Regions from separate parts of the Mus musculus genome. Here region 2 is linked to region 1. A link is a contact called in public HiChIP or PLAC-seq data. All regions are on one chromosome and are shown on one strand. The core of a region is the stretch at or near the end of the contact, and the rest is flanking DNA. Distances in the headings are between cores, read along the strand shown. Region 1 has its middle 23 kb from the start of Olfr1373. Region 2 has its middle 25 kb from the start of Gm30217.

Evidence for each region. HiChIP or PLAC-seq counts read pairs in DNA pulled down with a chosen protein or histone mark.
Region 2: an HNF4G HiChIP or PLAC-seq map of pancreatic cancer cells shows a contact between it and region 1. The contact joins two enhancer-like sites. A contact is called at or near these places in 1 of 15 datasets of contacts at CTCF or cohesin (stem cell-derived epiblast-like cells), 1 of 484 Hi-C or Micro-C datasets (nephron progenitors), 7 of 115 datasets of contacts at active chromatin or transcription factors (effector CD8 T cells, embryonic stem cells, epiblast stem cells and 2 more) and 1 of 9 other capture datasets (embryonic stem cells).

The regions. Positions count from the first base shown.
Region 1 is chr11:52,165,161-52,171,772 of GRCm38.p6, forward strand. No RefSeq gene overlaps it. Among named protein-coding and RNA genes, the nearest start is that of Olfr1373, 23 kb to the left of the region's middle. Within about 2 kb of position 2,896, at least 35 of the 459 cell types and tissues checked have an H3K27ac peak or open chromatin away from gene starts, as enhancers often do. A contact at or near this core is called in pancreatic cancer cells, where this site is marked.
Region 2 is chr11:52,328,674-52,336,165 of GRCm38.p6, forward strand. No RefSeq gene overlaps it. Among named protein-coding and RNA genes, the nearest start is that of Gm30217, 25 kb to the left of the region's middle. Within about 2 kb of position 5,213, at least 145 of the 459 cell types and tissues checked have an H3K27ac peak or open chromatin away from gene starts, as enhancers often do. A contact at or near this core is called in pancreatic cancer cells, where this site is marked.

The DNA of each region.
Region 1 (6,612 bases), core at 1,646-4,145:
TGGTGGTGACAACTGGCTTCCTATGAAGCCTACAGGCAGTAGCTGGGTGTCTCTGAGCACGTTCATCCTCATGCTTCAGAAATCCAATGCCACTTCAGTCTGGCACTTGGAAAACCCCTGCAGGATGGGGTTGTGCCCCTGCCCTTCCTGCCATCCTGAGCAGGTGATGTGTGTGTGTGGCTGTAGCTGCACAGAGTCACAGTCTCTTTCTCTGACATGCTGGGAAGTTTGCCAGACTTTTCACTACACTGTTCCAGGCCTGGCTTTGATGAGGGATCAGGGTCCCTTTTGCTACACTGCTTCTGAGAGACATTTACATTTCAGTCCCCAGAGCTCTGAGCTAGGACTAGAAGGCCACAGAAACAGGTAGATCCCACTGTCTTGGACCTGGATTATACCTAAGAGCAGGAATATCAGAGAGATAGGCAGCCACGTTTGATGTAGACCATGGCAAGGCAGACCATCATTAGATGAAGCCAGCAGTCCCTCTGTGTCACCTGCTAGCTTCCCTCCAGACTAAAGTCCTGAGACAGAGTTTATTAAAGCTGCCATCTGCCCTTTTCTACAGGGATCCTGCTGGGTTGTAGAACTAGATCAGGACACCAAGCCAAGCCCAAGTCCAAGGAGCCCCTCCCTCCCTGCCTGCCCCTGAACACACGCAGGACACTGGTGCTCAGTGGGGAAAGGAGATCTCAGGACATACCTTAAGGACTTTGGGGCACAGCTAAGACTAAAGTGTGAGTCTGTTGCCCTTGAGGGCTTCATTTAGGGTCCCCAGGCTTCACACAGGTCTCCTACTCCCGTTTGCCTTCTCTTAGGGATTTTTTTCTTTCTATACCCTACCACGGAGCTATTCACCCCATCTTCTGCACTTAGAGATTTGTTCCTGCCACAGCATCCCCCACCAGGCTGGGAGCTCCTGGATCGGTTTTCACCAGGAGTGAGTGGGACCAGGCACACGGCTCAGGGAGGCTTGGTCTATTTACATTGGCAGCCCCACTCCCTACATTCCCCACCCATGCTAGGCCACCCTTTCAAACTATCTCCTCTCCTCTTCACAGCCCATGTGGTCATGGGTGCCTACTTCAGGAAGCACTCCCACCTTCCTTCATTTCTACGGACCTCTGCCTGCTGCTCCTTGCATCTCTGCAATGTACCTGTCTTCCTTTCAGACCGCTCACCCCAGGATTCTAGCAATGGGGAGGGGAAAGAATTTGCACAGCTTACATTCCAGCCAATGCAACCTCCCGGAGCCTCAGATACCTTTCTTGGCTGAATGTGGGAGGTCTCCTGGGCCCAAGGAAGTCTCATTCCTCATCCATCTTGCCCAGCTAGAGCCCTGTTTACTTCTTCCACACATTCACTCCCTTAACAAAAATATCCTGAACACTGGCGAGAAGCGTTATCCAGGGTTGGGGCAGTGGAGCAAGAAACAGCCAAAGGGCCAGTCATCCTTCAGTGTCTACACAGATTCAATCACATCTCGCTCAGCTTCGCTGTCTGACCGTACAGGGTGCTACAGGGTGCGAGCTGAGAGCGAGGCTCCAATATCAAAACTTGCATTAATTAGTTCCCTCCCTGCCGGCTCCGTTACACGTCCCAAAGGTCCTCCCTTATATAAAAAAGAGTTCATACTCTTGTGGGAATAAAAGATGAAACATTCAAAGTCAATTTCTACGGCATACAGACATACAGGTTTCTCTCTCCGAGGTCTTTCTGCACGTCTCCGTCAAGCATCAGGGGCTCTGTGATGACCCAGTCACCTTGGGTTTCCAGGGACAGCGGCTCCTGAGCGGATGCCGGGCTCATCCCCCGCCTAATCCCCAGTGCTTCCTTCCCGGCCCCTCCACACAGCTCCTCTGCTTCCAGAGACTCTTTAGCACCGCAGAGCCAAGCTCTCAACACAAACTTGAACCTTCCGTTCCCTGTTCCCAAGGCTCTCCTTGCAGCCTCTGCTTTATGATTCAAATCTTCTATCCTTTCTAATCCGGAGATCCCCTCATCCCGGGACGCCCTGGCCCTTCACCTCGACGTGGATCGGTCTGAAACTAGGGACTCAAGATTCGGCTTAGGTTTCAACCTGAATCTAGGATCATTTGTAAGGTTCCTGCAGTGGGGTGCGGGGTGGGGTGTCCCAAGTCCTCAGTCCTAGCCCAGGAGAAGGTAGACGCCCGTCCGGAGCGCCCTCTGGGGGACCTCAGGTTACCGATCTCCAGTGTAGACACAAGGCGTCGGGAAGTGCGCACCCAAGTGCGGGGTCGGGTGTGGATCAATGGGGAAATGATTCACGTTGGAGGATCGGGACCCAGACGCAGTGAGCCCTGGACTTCCTGGGGACTGAGTAAGGACCTGAAGAATCCAGGCTAAGGATGCATTTCACTACGGACCGGACCGTAGACTTAAGACTGGGACCTGAGCCGGGCGTGGTGGCGCACGCCTTTAATCCCAGCACTCGGGAAGCAGAGGCAGGCGGATTTCTGAGTTCGAGGCCAGCCTGGTCTACAAAGTGAGTTCCAGGACAGCCAGGGCTACACAGAGAAACCCTGTCTCGAAAAACAAAACAAAACAAAACAAAACAAAACAAAACAAAACAAAACAAAAAGACTGGAACCTGGTCATAGCTCCGCCACACTGTTCGTGACCCGGCTGCAGTCCTCACCCATTCTTTCCTGCTCCCCGCGGTCCGGGCCCCTAGCCCCCGGCTCCCATGACTTCCCTGGTTCCAGCGGGCGTCCTCACACCTAGGTTCCCAAACTGCCCCGTCCCTCCGCCCGCCCCGTCGGTGCGGTCTCACCACAGGCCCCTGGTGCGCAGCGGGCCCCGGGTGGTTAACCGGGAGCGGAGGTTGGGCTGTGGAGGAGTCCAAGGCAGAGCCACAGGCGCAGGTTCAGCGCAGCGCCCGGCTGCATCTCCGGCCCCTGGGCGCGGGTGGGACCTGCGCGGCCACAGCTCCCGGCTGGGAGTGAGAGCGCGCGCAGAGGCGCCGGCGGGGCGCGGACCGGTCAGCGGCCCGGGGGCGGAGCCGAGGCGGCCCGGGGCGGAGCTCCGGGGGAGGAGGGTCACCGTAGCCTCAGCCCGCCCCTCGCCCCTCTCTGTCCCTTCCAGCTTGTCCCAGGAGAATCCAGCCTGGGTAGGGAGAGCGCCCACTTTGCGTACGTTAAAGGCTTCCAGTTCCAAAGCAGCCATCAACAAGCACAAACTCCAGGGCCACTGCGGGTGGGCGAGGAGTGCAGGTGACTGCACTGTCCCCCGTGCGCGTTGTGGCGCCAGAGAATGAACAAAACCGCATAGTATCGTTTTCTGCATTTCCCTTCCATCCATAAGCAAAGCGGCAACGAATATTAAAACGGCAGTACATTAAATCTTAGCAAGCGCCCTGCAGAAGCCAGATCTCTCTATAGTGTGAATGGAGCCGGCACTTGGATTAACAATGTCCTCTCACCATCCTCCGACCATGAAAGGCTTTCGCTTTAGCTTCCCCACCAAATACTTTTGCTCTGAGCTCATTCATAAGTCTTTTTTATCAGGTGACACTTTTGTAAACACTCTCGCACAGACTTCCTTTCTCTTTGTGGTTCCTTTGCTAGAATTTTCCTATTTCAAAATATATCCCAAATGACAGTGACGATTTCAACCTTTTTCTGCTTTTATGTACTGCGTTTCCACTGTTCCCACGATCCCCACCTACCAGCCCGGACTCATCCTTGTCAAAAGTCAAGGCCAGACTGTTGTTGATGATGACCTTTTAAATAGTCGCCAACCCTCTCAACCACAGAACAGGAATGAAACTCCTAGGTATGCGTGTCTTTAACATCTGTAGACAGCGCTAACTAGTTTTTCATTTTAGCTTGTACTGAAATCACATTATGGTGTTGTTAATTGGCTTTTCCCTAACTGCCACTGAGGCTAAGAATATTTTACTTATTTATTTATCTATTTATTTATATTTATCTTTAATTCACTTTGCATCCCTATAACACTCCCCTCCCCTCTTCCTAGTCCCATCTTCCAAATCCCTCCTCCCATTGTCTTCTCCCCTTCTTCTCAGAGAAGGGGGATTCCCCCCCCCCCCATCTTGGGTACCACCCACCCTGGGACATCGAGTTCCAGCAGGACTAGGCACATTCTCTTCCACTGAGGCCCAACCAGGAAGTCCAGGTAGGGTGAAGGGGATCCAATGGCAGGAAACAGAGACTTGAGACAGACCCTGTTCTACTTGTTAGGGGACCCACATGAAGACCAAGCCGAACATTTGCTACAGATATGTAGGGGGAGCTCCTACATGCTCCCTAGTTGGTGGCCCAGGCTCTATGCGCTTCCATGTCCCTTGACTCTATGGGTCTTCTTGTGGTGTCCTTGACCCCCCTGACTTGCTCATTTCTATCTTCAGACTCTTCCATAAGACTCCCCAGGCTACACCTGATGTTTGGTTGTGGGTGTCTGCACCTGACTCCGCCCGATGCTTGATGAAGCCTCTCAGGAGACAGTTATGCTAGGTTCCTGTTTGCAAGAGTAACAATATCATTAATAGTGTCAGTGGTTGGCTCTCTCACATGGGATGGGTCTCAAGTTAGGGTAGTCATTGGTTGGCTGCTCCCCCAGTCTCTATTCCATTTTTATTTCTGTACATCTTGTAGACAAGACAAATTTGGGATTGAAGATTTTGTGGGTGAATTGATGTCTGTCTCCCTCCTCTAGAAGTCCTGTCTGGCTATAGGAGGTAGCCACCTCAATCTCTATAGCCCCCTCTGGTAGAGATTTCAGCTAGAGTTACCTCCATAGACTCCCTGACTCCTCTCCCATCCCTGGCCTCCAGCTGGTCACCAGAGATACCCCTCCCTCTGCCGATTTCCATCCCACTCCCAGCCCTCTCAGACCACCCCTCCCTCACACCTGACTAACACTGCTGTTCCCCTCCTCACCTCCTGTCCTACCCAGTTCCCTCTCTCCACCCACCTCTGATAACTAGTCTCCTCTTTTGGGTGAGATTCGTGTATTCCCCTGTGGGACCTCCTTATTACCCAGTTTCTTTGGGTCTGTGGATTGTAGCATGGTTGTCCTATACTTTATGGCTAATGTCCACTTATACGTGTGTACATACCATACATGTCTTTCTGTCTCTGGGTTACCTCACTCAGGATGATATTCTCTAGTTCCATATATTTGCCTGCAAAATTAATGATGTCCTTGATTTTTAATAGCTGAATAGTATTCCATTGTGTAGATGTACCACATTTTATCTATCTTTAGTTGAAGGACATCTAGATTGTTCCTGGTTTCTGGTTATTACGAATAAAGCTACTATGAATATAATTGAGCAAGTGTCTCTGTGGTATAGTGGGGCATCTTTTGGGTCTATGCCCAGGAATGTCTTGAGGTAGAACTATTCCCAGTTTTCTGAGAAACTGCTAAATTGATTTCAAAAGTGGATGTACAAGTTTGCTCTCCCACCAGCAATGGAGGAGGGTTTCCTTGCTCCACATCCTTGCCAGCTTGTGCCATCACTTGCGTCTTTGATCTTGGCCCTTCTGATGGCTGAACTGAGCACATAACTGGGCATTTGGATTTCAAGTCTTTTGCTCTAGTGCTTGTGTGTTCCCCCCCCCATCTGCAAGGAGGTTCTTCCTTCTTTTCTTTTTTAAAATAAATTCTGTATGTAAGTCCTTGGTCAGTTGTTTTCTGTGGCTGTGTAATAATTTACTCCAAAATTTGAGGCATGAAGTGACAACTCTTCTTTTTTTTCCTTGGTTTTTTGAGACAGGGTGTCTTTGTGTAGCCCTGCTTGTCCTGGAACTAGCCTTCTAGACCAAGTTAGCCTCAAGATTAGAGATCAGCTTAACTCTGCCTCCGGAATTCTGGGATTAAAGGCACATGCTAACACCCAGCTGTGAAATGGCAACTCTTAACTTTATTCTTGTTTGGTAAGTCAGGAGGCTTCGAGAAGCATCTCTGTGTCACGTTTGATTGGACATTTTCAGGGTTGCTGTCAGTAGTCTGAAGGTACCACTGGTGGGAAGGCTACAGGGATAGCTGATGATCACCTGGGAGCTCAGCTGAGGCTGTTAGTTGGTACATCCACCCAGAACCTTTCCCCGTGACAATCTAATACAATGGTTGCTCCTAAATGAATTGCATGGTCTCGAAGAAACAGAGCCCATGCACAGGAAGATCCCCCTACTTCTTGGTAGGGCAAAGCAAAAATGTGTAGGGTAAGGGGTATTGTAGATGCCATCTTTGGGAAATACATATGGCCACTGAGCTACCAAATTCCCCCTCCCAATCATTCTCTCTCTCTCTTTTTTTTTCTACAGAATCTTGCTCTGTTGCCTAGGCTCCCCTCGAACTCTTGGGCTCAAACAGTCCTCCTATCTCAGCCTCCTGAATAGAGTAGCTGGGACCGCAGGTGCACCCTATGCCTCCAGCCCCACTCTAATAGTATCTTTGCACTGGGGAGGGAAAGATGTATTGGTTTAGAAGAGTGAGCCACTTTCCTTCTGGCTAGTGTCATTTATATTCATCAAAGAAATATTTTTCTGCTTGATATCACAAAGACATCTGCTACCTTTGTCATTGACAAATTCTCAGTTTCTCTTTTACATTTAGACCCCAGGC
Region 2 (7,492 bases), core at 3,963-6,462, 170 kb after region 1:
AGTCTCAGTTGGTGTGCAGGAAAGAAAACAATTCACTAGAGTTGGTTCTCTCCTTCCGCAAGGTAGATTCTCGGGATTGAACTCGTCCCTGGGCGCTTTTACCCACTGAGTCATCTTGCCGACCCAAATAGGTTTTTGTTTTTAAGGAAAATACTGGGGAGTCAACGCATCCCATAAAGTGCTTGCAAACACCAGGACTTGAAGCAGGCCTGGAGAACTCACATACAAGAGCCTTGCAGCCTTAGAGCAGAGGAGGCTAAGACCGGGGTGGGGGGTGGGGGGGGTGGGGGAGTGTTCCTGGGGCTCACTGGGCTAGCCTAGCCTAATCAGCAAGCTACCTCCTTTTTTTGAAAGCGTAAACAAAAGGAAGTACTCCACAAAGAAAGCATAGGGAAACATCCCTCTTGTCAGCTACAAAAAGAGGTCAGAGAAGTGTCAAGGGAATCCTAAAATACCACAGAAAGGATGCGCTGGTCCCGAAAGAGCAACAGACATTTCTTCTGGCCTCTGCAGACACCTGCTGACATACACATGAAAATAAAAATGGGAATACATCGTTTTTTTAAAAAAAAATACTTTCTTTCCTTTTCTTTTTTTTCTTTTCTTTTCTTTCTTTCTTTCTTTCTTCCTTTCTTTCTTTCTCTCTTTTTCTTTTCTTTCTTTCTTTCTTTTTTTTTTTTTCAAGACAGGGTTTCTCTGTGTAGCCCTGGCTGTGCTGGAACTCACTCTGTAGACCAGGCTGGCATTGAACTCAGAAATCCTCCTGCCTCTGCCTCCCAAGTGCTGGGATGAAAAGCATGCACCAACACTGCCCAGCAGAAATACATCTTTTTAAAAGAGTAAATGCAATGAGAGATGCCGAGGTGAGGACAGTGGCCAGCATCTTCTTTTTCCCAACTAAATGTCAAAAGATGTCGTATTTGTATCACCAGTAAAAAGAATTTTTTAGGATGTTGCATTTTTTTGTTTTGTTTTTTTTAAATTTGTAATAAAATAGTGTATATTTAAAAAAAAAGAAAGAAAGAAAAGAAACCCAAAAAGCCCCAATCCTACTCACGGTCTCAGAGGAGGCAGCTGAGAGGCGGCTGGAGAGGTTAAAGCTACCCAAACTTGAGGACCAGAGTTAGGACAGAAACGCCATAAAAAGCTGGGTTGGTAGCTCACAGCCTCCTGTATGTAAATCCAGTATGGAGGATCTGAGCCTCTTCTCCCTCCTCAGGCCTCTATGAGGACACACACACAAACACACAGACAAACATACAGATACACAGACACACAGACACATACACACATATACACACATAGACACAGAGACACACACACATATACACAGAGACACACACAGAGACATATACACACACACATACAAACAGAGAGAGACACATAAATAAAAATAAAATTTAAAAAGAATATACAAGAAAACAGAATAGTTCTAACCATTTGTATCAGTTATCTATTGATGGTTAACAAACCACGCCCAACACCATTCCTCATGCTTTGGACTCTGGCTGGCAGCTCAGAAGGGCACTTTTGAATAGCTTGGCTGCTGGTCTCTGCTGGGGTCCCTGCAAGGGCAGCCGTCCTGTAGGGTGGTCTTCCCTCATGCACCTGGCAATTGCATTGAGTCACAGTTCCATTAGGTCATTGCAGACCCTTATGTTTGTAGGATTCCCCACAGGTCACTGAGCAGGGCAAATGCCATAAATGGCTGCTTTTGCAAGTCTTTGTTGGCATCATGGTTGTTAATGTCTGATTGGCAAATTATAACAGTTCTGGGCCAAAGCAAGTCACCGAATCAGTGTAGAAAAAATTGTGCATAGGATTAGATAATGGGGTAACATTCTAGCCAGCCCTGGTAGTACAAGACTTTAATCCCAACACTTAGGAGGCAGAGGCAGGCAGGTCTCTGAGTTCAAGGGCTGCCTGGTCTACAGACTGAATTCCAGCCAGGGTTGTGCAAAGTGACCATGTCTCAATCCCAAACACAGAGGAGTAGGTGGGAGGGCTTATTAGACTATTAACCAAATTACCAAATGTGGTAGTTTGAATAGGTATGGCCCCTATAGACTCATGTGTTTGAATGCTTGGCCTATAGGGAGCAGCACTATTAGGAGGTGTGGCCTTGCTGGAGTGGGTGTGGCCTTGTTGGAGGAAGTGTGTCACTGCGGAGGTGGGCGTTGAAGTCTCATATAAGCTCAAACTATGCCTGGTCACACAGTCCCCTTCTTCCTGCGGATAAAGATGTAGATTTCTCGGCTCCTCCAGCACTGTGTCTGCCTTCGCACTGCCATGCTTTCAGCTGAGAGACCAGACCAACTCCATCTTGGGTTCAGGCTCCATCTTAGAGAACCTGACCTAAGACTGAACTCAAGTTAACCACCAGGCCTGCACCTAGCACTGGTCTCCAGGTCACTCCCTAACAAGCACCAATCAGGAGCAATGCAGAAGTTGTACCTAAAGATCTTTACCTATGAAAGTTTATGGTTTGGCTCCTAACACCAGCCAATCATTTCAAAGGGCAACAAATTCCATAGTACCCCGCCACACATAACCAGATGTGTGTCATGCTGGATACCTCCTTGCCTGCTTGCTTGCCTCTATAAATGCTTGCTTGAAACTGGACTCGAGGGTTTACTCCCCCCCACCCCCCGTCCTGCCGTATCAGTGACAATGGTGTGGCCCAAGCTTGAGCTTGAATAAAGACCCCTGTGTATATTGCATCAGAGTCGGCTCCTTGGTGGTCTTTTGGGGCTCACAAAATGGGCCATGAATTATGGACTGAACCTCTGAAACTGTAAGCCAGCCCCCAAAGAAATGCTTTCCTTTATAAGAGTAGCCTTGGCCATGGTGTCTCTTCACAGCAACGGAAACCCTAACTAAGACAACCAAATTAGCAAGAAAATCCATATTGCTTTGGATGATACCAAGAGAGAAAACTGTTAAAATGCAAGCAGAGAGTCCAGAGCTGGCAAGATGGCTTCAAGATGGTGGTTGTCACAGGCTGGAGAGACAGCTCAGAGGTTAAGGGTACTTGTTGTTCTTGCAAAGGACCAGATTCAATTCTCAGCACCTATAGAGAGGCTCACAACCATCTGTAACTCCAGTTCCAGTGAGCCTAATGCCCTCTTCTGTCCCGGTCCATAGCCACTGGGCATGTGCACAGTGTACACACATACACATGCATACATGCATGCATACATACATACATACAGGTAAACACTTATACACATAAAATATGTAAAAAAAATTCTAGCTGGTTCTGGTGGAACATTCCTTTAATTTAGAACTTGGAGGCAGAGGAATTCACAGATGAATTTCTGTGAGTTCAAGGCCAGCCTGGTCTACATAGTGAGACCCCATCTTAAAAACAACCAAACACACAGACACACACACACACACACACACACACACACAACCAGAGTGGGGGGAATGGCTAGAGAATTGGCTCAGTAGTCAACAGCACTTGTTTTTGTTGTTATTGTTGCTGAGAGAGAGAGAGTGAGAACAATTAACAAAAAGTGAACAAATGAACTAAATAATATAAGAGAAAGATGCACGGTCCCAGTGAGAGGCTCAGCAGGTAAAGGTGCTTGTTATTCAAGCCTGGAGACTGGAGTTCAAGCCCCGGAACCGATTTTTTAAAAAGGATGGAGGGAAGGGACATCACAAACTCATCCTTTGTCTTCCAAGTTGCATGGTGTCGCATGCCTTCCCGCACTGAGAGGAAACATCCGGGTGTGGTGGCTTGTGCCTATAATCCCAGCACTTGGGAGGCTAAGGCAGGAGGATTACTGCGGGTTCCTGGCTCACACATCTGTAATCCCAGCACGGGGATCACCCTGAGTTGGAGGTGAGCCTGAGCTACATAAGGAGTTCCTGGGCTGCAAAGTGAGAGCTTGTCTCAAGAAACAAATCAAAAAGGGGAAGGGAAGTGGAGGGGAGGGGAGGGGGAGGGAGAAGGTGTCAGATACTTTGACTGGGAGAGTGGCTTTCTGGTTTCCTGGGTGCACCGACCTCAGTGCATTTAGTCCTGTGTTTCCCGAGGATCTTCCCGATGCCAGGCACTGTGCCAACCGGGAGAGCGGTTGGGTTGCTCTGGGATAATGTGAACTGAGCATCCTGGCACGGAAGCCCCGGGTCAGCTGCGGCTCAGTGGTGACCCTGTGATCATTATGTTCATATCTCTCTATTGGTTTCTAAGACATGGCATTGAGCGTTCCGCTGCGGAGGTACAGGGCCGGGCTCTCATTAGTCCTGCTTGGTTGTACCTGAGGCATGCTCATTAGTCTGTGTTTGGCTGTTCCCTGCGGTTGCTAAGGCTCCCAGCCCAGAGTGTAAACAAATCATCACTAGCAGAACCCTGGGTGAGAGGCCCTCTGTGCAGCAGTGCAGGCCTTGCCGGGGTCAGGAGGAGGCATCCCAAGGAGACACACAGTCTCCCTGGTCCTCTGCCCAAGCTGAGCTCTGGCCCTCATTCCTTCCTGAGTGTGCCTCTCCGCATCCACTTCAGCCACACAATCAAACATTTCTAACAAAAAGAAGAACCTGATGTGACATCACATTTAGGGAGTGTGTAAATTTGCTGTTATGAAGCTGTGGTCCTGAGCTTAAAGGAACTTTGTTGGGGGTAGAATGCAGTTGGCTTCGTTTTATCAGTGTGAGAGTTCTCTGAACATTCTAGAAGCCCTTGATGCCTTGGCTAAGCATATGCGAGAGCTCAGAAGGCCTGTGGTACCATGTCTGTTTGGCCTCAGAGGTGGTACATTGGCCTCTGACCTCGTGCTCTTAAACAAGGCAGTTCCACGTCCTGGAATATCTTGGGGGGCAAAGAAGCAGCACCCCAAGAGGCCACCCACTGCAGCACAAAGCATTCTGTCACTGCAATCTCCTTAGCTGAAGTGGGAAGACTCTGGCTTTGAAATTTCACTAGGCTCCCAGTAAAGCCAGTTTCCTTCTGGTCTGAGGCCGAGGAAGTCCTGTGTCAGAGCATGTCCAAGCCTAGGCGTTGGCACTACAGCCTGGCGGCTGGTGGGAGAGAAGCCATAAGAGGGCCCTACAGTGTGCAGGCCTGTCTGGACCATTCTTTTCCCATGGCCCCAAGCCTAAAGCTCCGGAGTTCCCTGCCAGCGTTGCCGCCTCACAGGCTGGCACCGCCTGCTCATGTGGAAGGCCTATAATTTGTGACTCATGGCCTGTCGCCGACTAGGTGTTGGCAAGCTCAGTGCCCGGAAGCACTGACTCACCAGGCTGGTCTGTGCCCGCAGCCTCCTCATGGGCATCGGGAGTAGTAAGGTCCACCAGGAGTTGCTAAGGACAGCTAGTTTAGCCCTTGAGAAGGGCGAAGGTGAGAGGCAGGACTGTCTCTGGGGCTTGGATACCAGTCAGAGGTTATTGAAACCCAAAACATTGGTGCTGTGTCAGGTATGAAAGCTTTCATCTCAGGAAGGCTCACGAAGGCCTTGACACCCATCGGCTTGTATTATAATCATAAAAAAGTGTCACGGGGGGAGGGGGCTGGTGAGATGGCTCAGCGTGATCTTCTGAAAGTCCTTAGTTCAAATCCCAGCAACCACATGGTGGCTCACAACCATCCGTAAGGAGATCTGACTCCCTCTTCTGGAGTGTCTGAAGACAGCTACAGTATACTAACATATAATAAATAAGTAAATAAATCTTTAAAAAAGAAGTGTCATGGGTTGGTCTCATGCTGCCTTCATTCAAATGCTAAATTCTGTACCCCAAGATCAGGTTGCTCCAAGACAAGCAGATCTTCATGTATACCAGCTTTTGTTGTGTAAACCTTGCCCCCCCCCAAGTTATCCATGATTGGTTAATAAAGATGCCTACAGCTTATAGCTGGGCGGAAAAGAGGTAGGCAGGGCTGAAGGGTCCCAGGCTTAGAGTCTCAGGGAGAGACCATGAGGAGAGAGAGAAAAGGACACTGGAGAAGAAGGAAGTCATCGTGGGATAGGTAGGCGGGTCATGAGCACGTGGACATGAGGGCCGGGACAGTTGGAGTAGGAGCGGCCCAGGAGGAACATGACGAGCGATATCTCAGGGTTATTGACAGAAAAGCAGCCAAAATAATAGCACAGAGAGCTGACGTCTGCCCAGCTCTGGTGCTTTAAGGCTTATTATAAATATAAAGGTTTGTGTCTTTTATTTGGGAACTAAATGATCTAAGACGGGGTAGGAGCCCCCAAATAATATTTACCACAACACTGAAGACACATTAAAGCAGTGTTTTTCAGCCGGTGGGTCATGACCCCTTTGAGAGAGGTCACCTAAGACCATTGGGAAGCACAGATATTCACATTACGATTCATAATAGTAACAAAATGACAGTTATGAAGTAGCAATGAAATAATTTTACTGTTGGAGGTCACCACAACATGAGGAACTGCATTAAAGGGTCGCAGCATGGGAGGTTTGAGAACCTCTGCATTAAAGGAATTCTTTTCCCTTATGGTCAAGACAATGAAAGCTCTGGCCTGGGTTTTTTACTTTTTTTTTTTTTTTACTGGGTTTTTTACTCGTTTTTTTTTACATTTACTTCAACAGATTAGTCATTGGCTAAAGGGCCACCCCTCTGGAAGATGGGGCTACCCTTTAGGAGTGTGGATTTACCCTGGCCACACTAAAGAGATAGGAAGAACAATTAATTATCCTTCAATGAGATAATGTACTGTTTACAGTTTTCACTCCTATTATTTGTGTGTGTGTGTGTGTGTGTGTGTGTGTGTGTGTGCATGCTGTACCTGAAGAGGCCAGGAGAGGGCGCCAGATGCCCTGGAGCTGTTGTTTATAGCTCTTATGAGCTACCCGACCTGGGTGACGGGAGCCAAACTCTAGTCCTATAGAAGAACAGCCAGGGCTTTTAACTACTGACCCATCTCTCTGGCCCCGAGATAACACACTTCTGTTTCCCACAATTCCTGCCTCTGTGTGCATTTGCTGAGCTGCAGCCACACAGCTGACTTGGTAAGTTGGCTGGATTTCCTGAAGCTCGGGAAAGTGAACTTTCTCTCTTTCCTAAGTTTGCTGTCCATAAGCATTTAACTTCACTCTTTCTCTAAGTCCCCTTCCCTACCCTTGGCTCTTTCTCTGCAGTGTGGCTGACTCCATGCTAGCCAAACTCAAAGCAATGGCAGACTCTCTTTCTTCGCCACCTCCTTCCCCTATGCAGCCCACGAGGTTCATCGCTTACCTGCTTTGGAACTTTTCTTCTAAACTGAAATGAGATGGGATTCCCTTAGAGTTGGTTCTTAAGTTCTTTTATGGCTGAGTCTGACCCAAGAGCGAACCCTGATTTCCTGCTAACCCCTGGGAATGGAAGTTCCTTCCCTCTTCCACCCCACTGTGTCTGGAACATACTGTATACAATCTGCTGCTATACTAGGCTGCCCAAGACTGCTTATGACTCACCAGCCGGGGATTCGCAGTAAACCTGGGCCCTCCTGCATTCAGCCTGGCAGAGCACGAGCCCAGACAT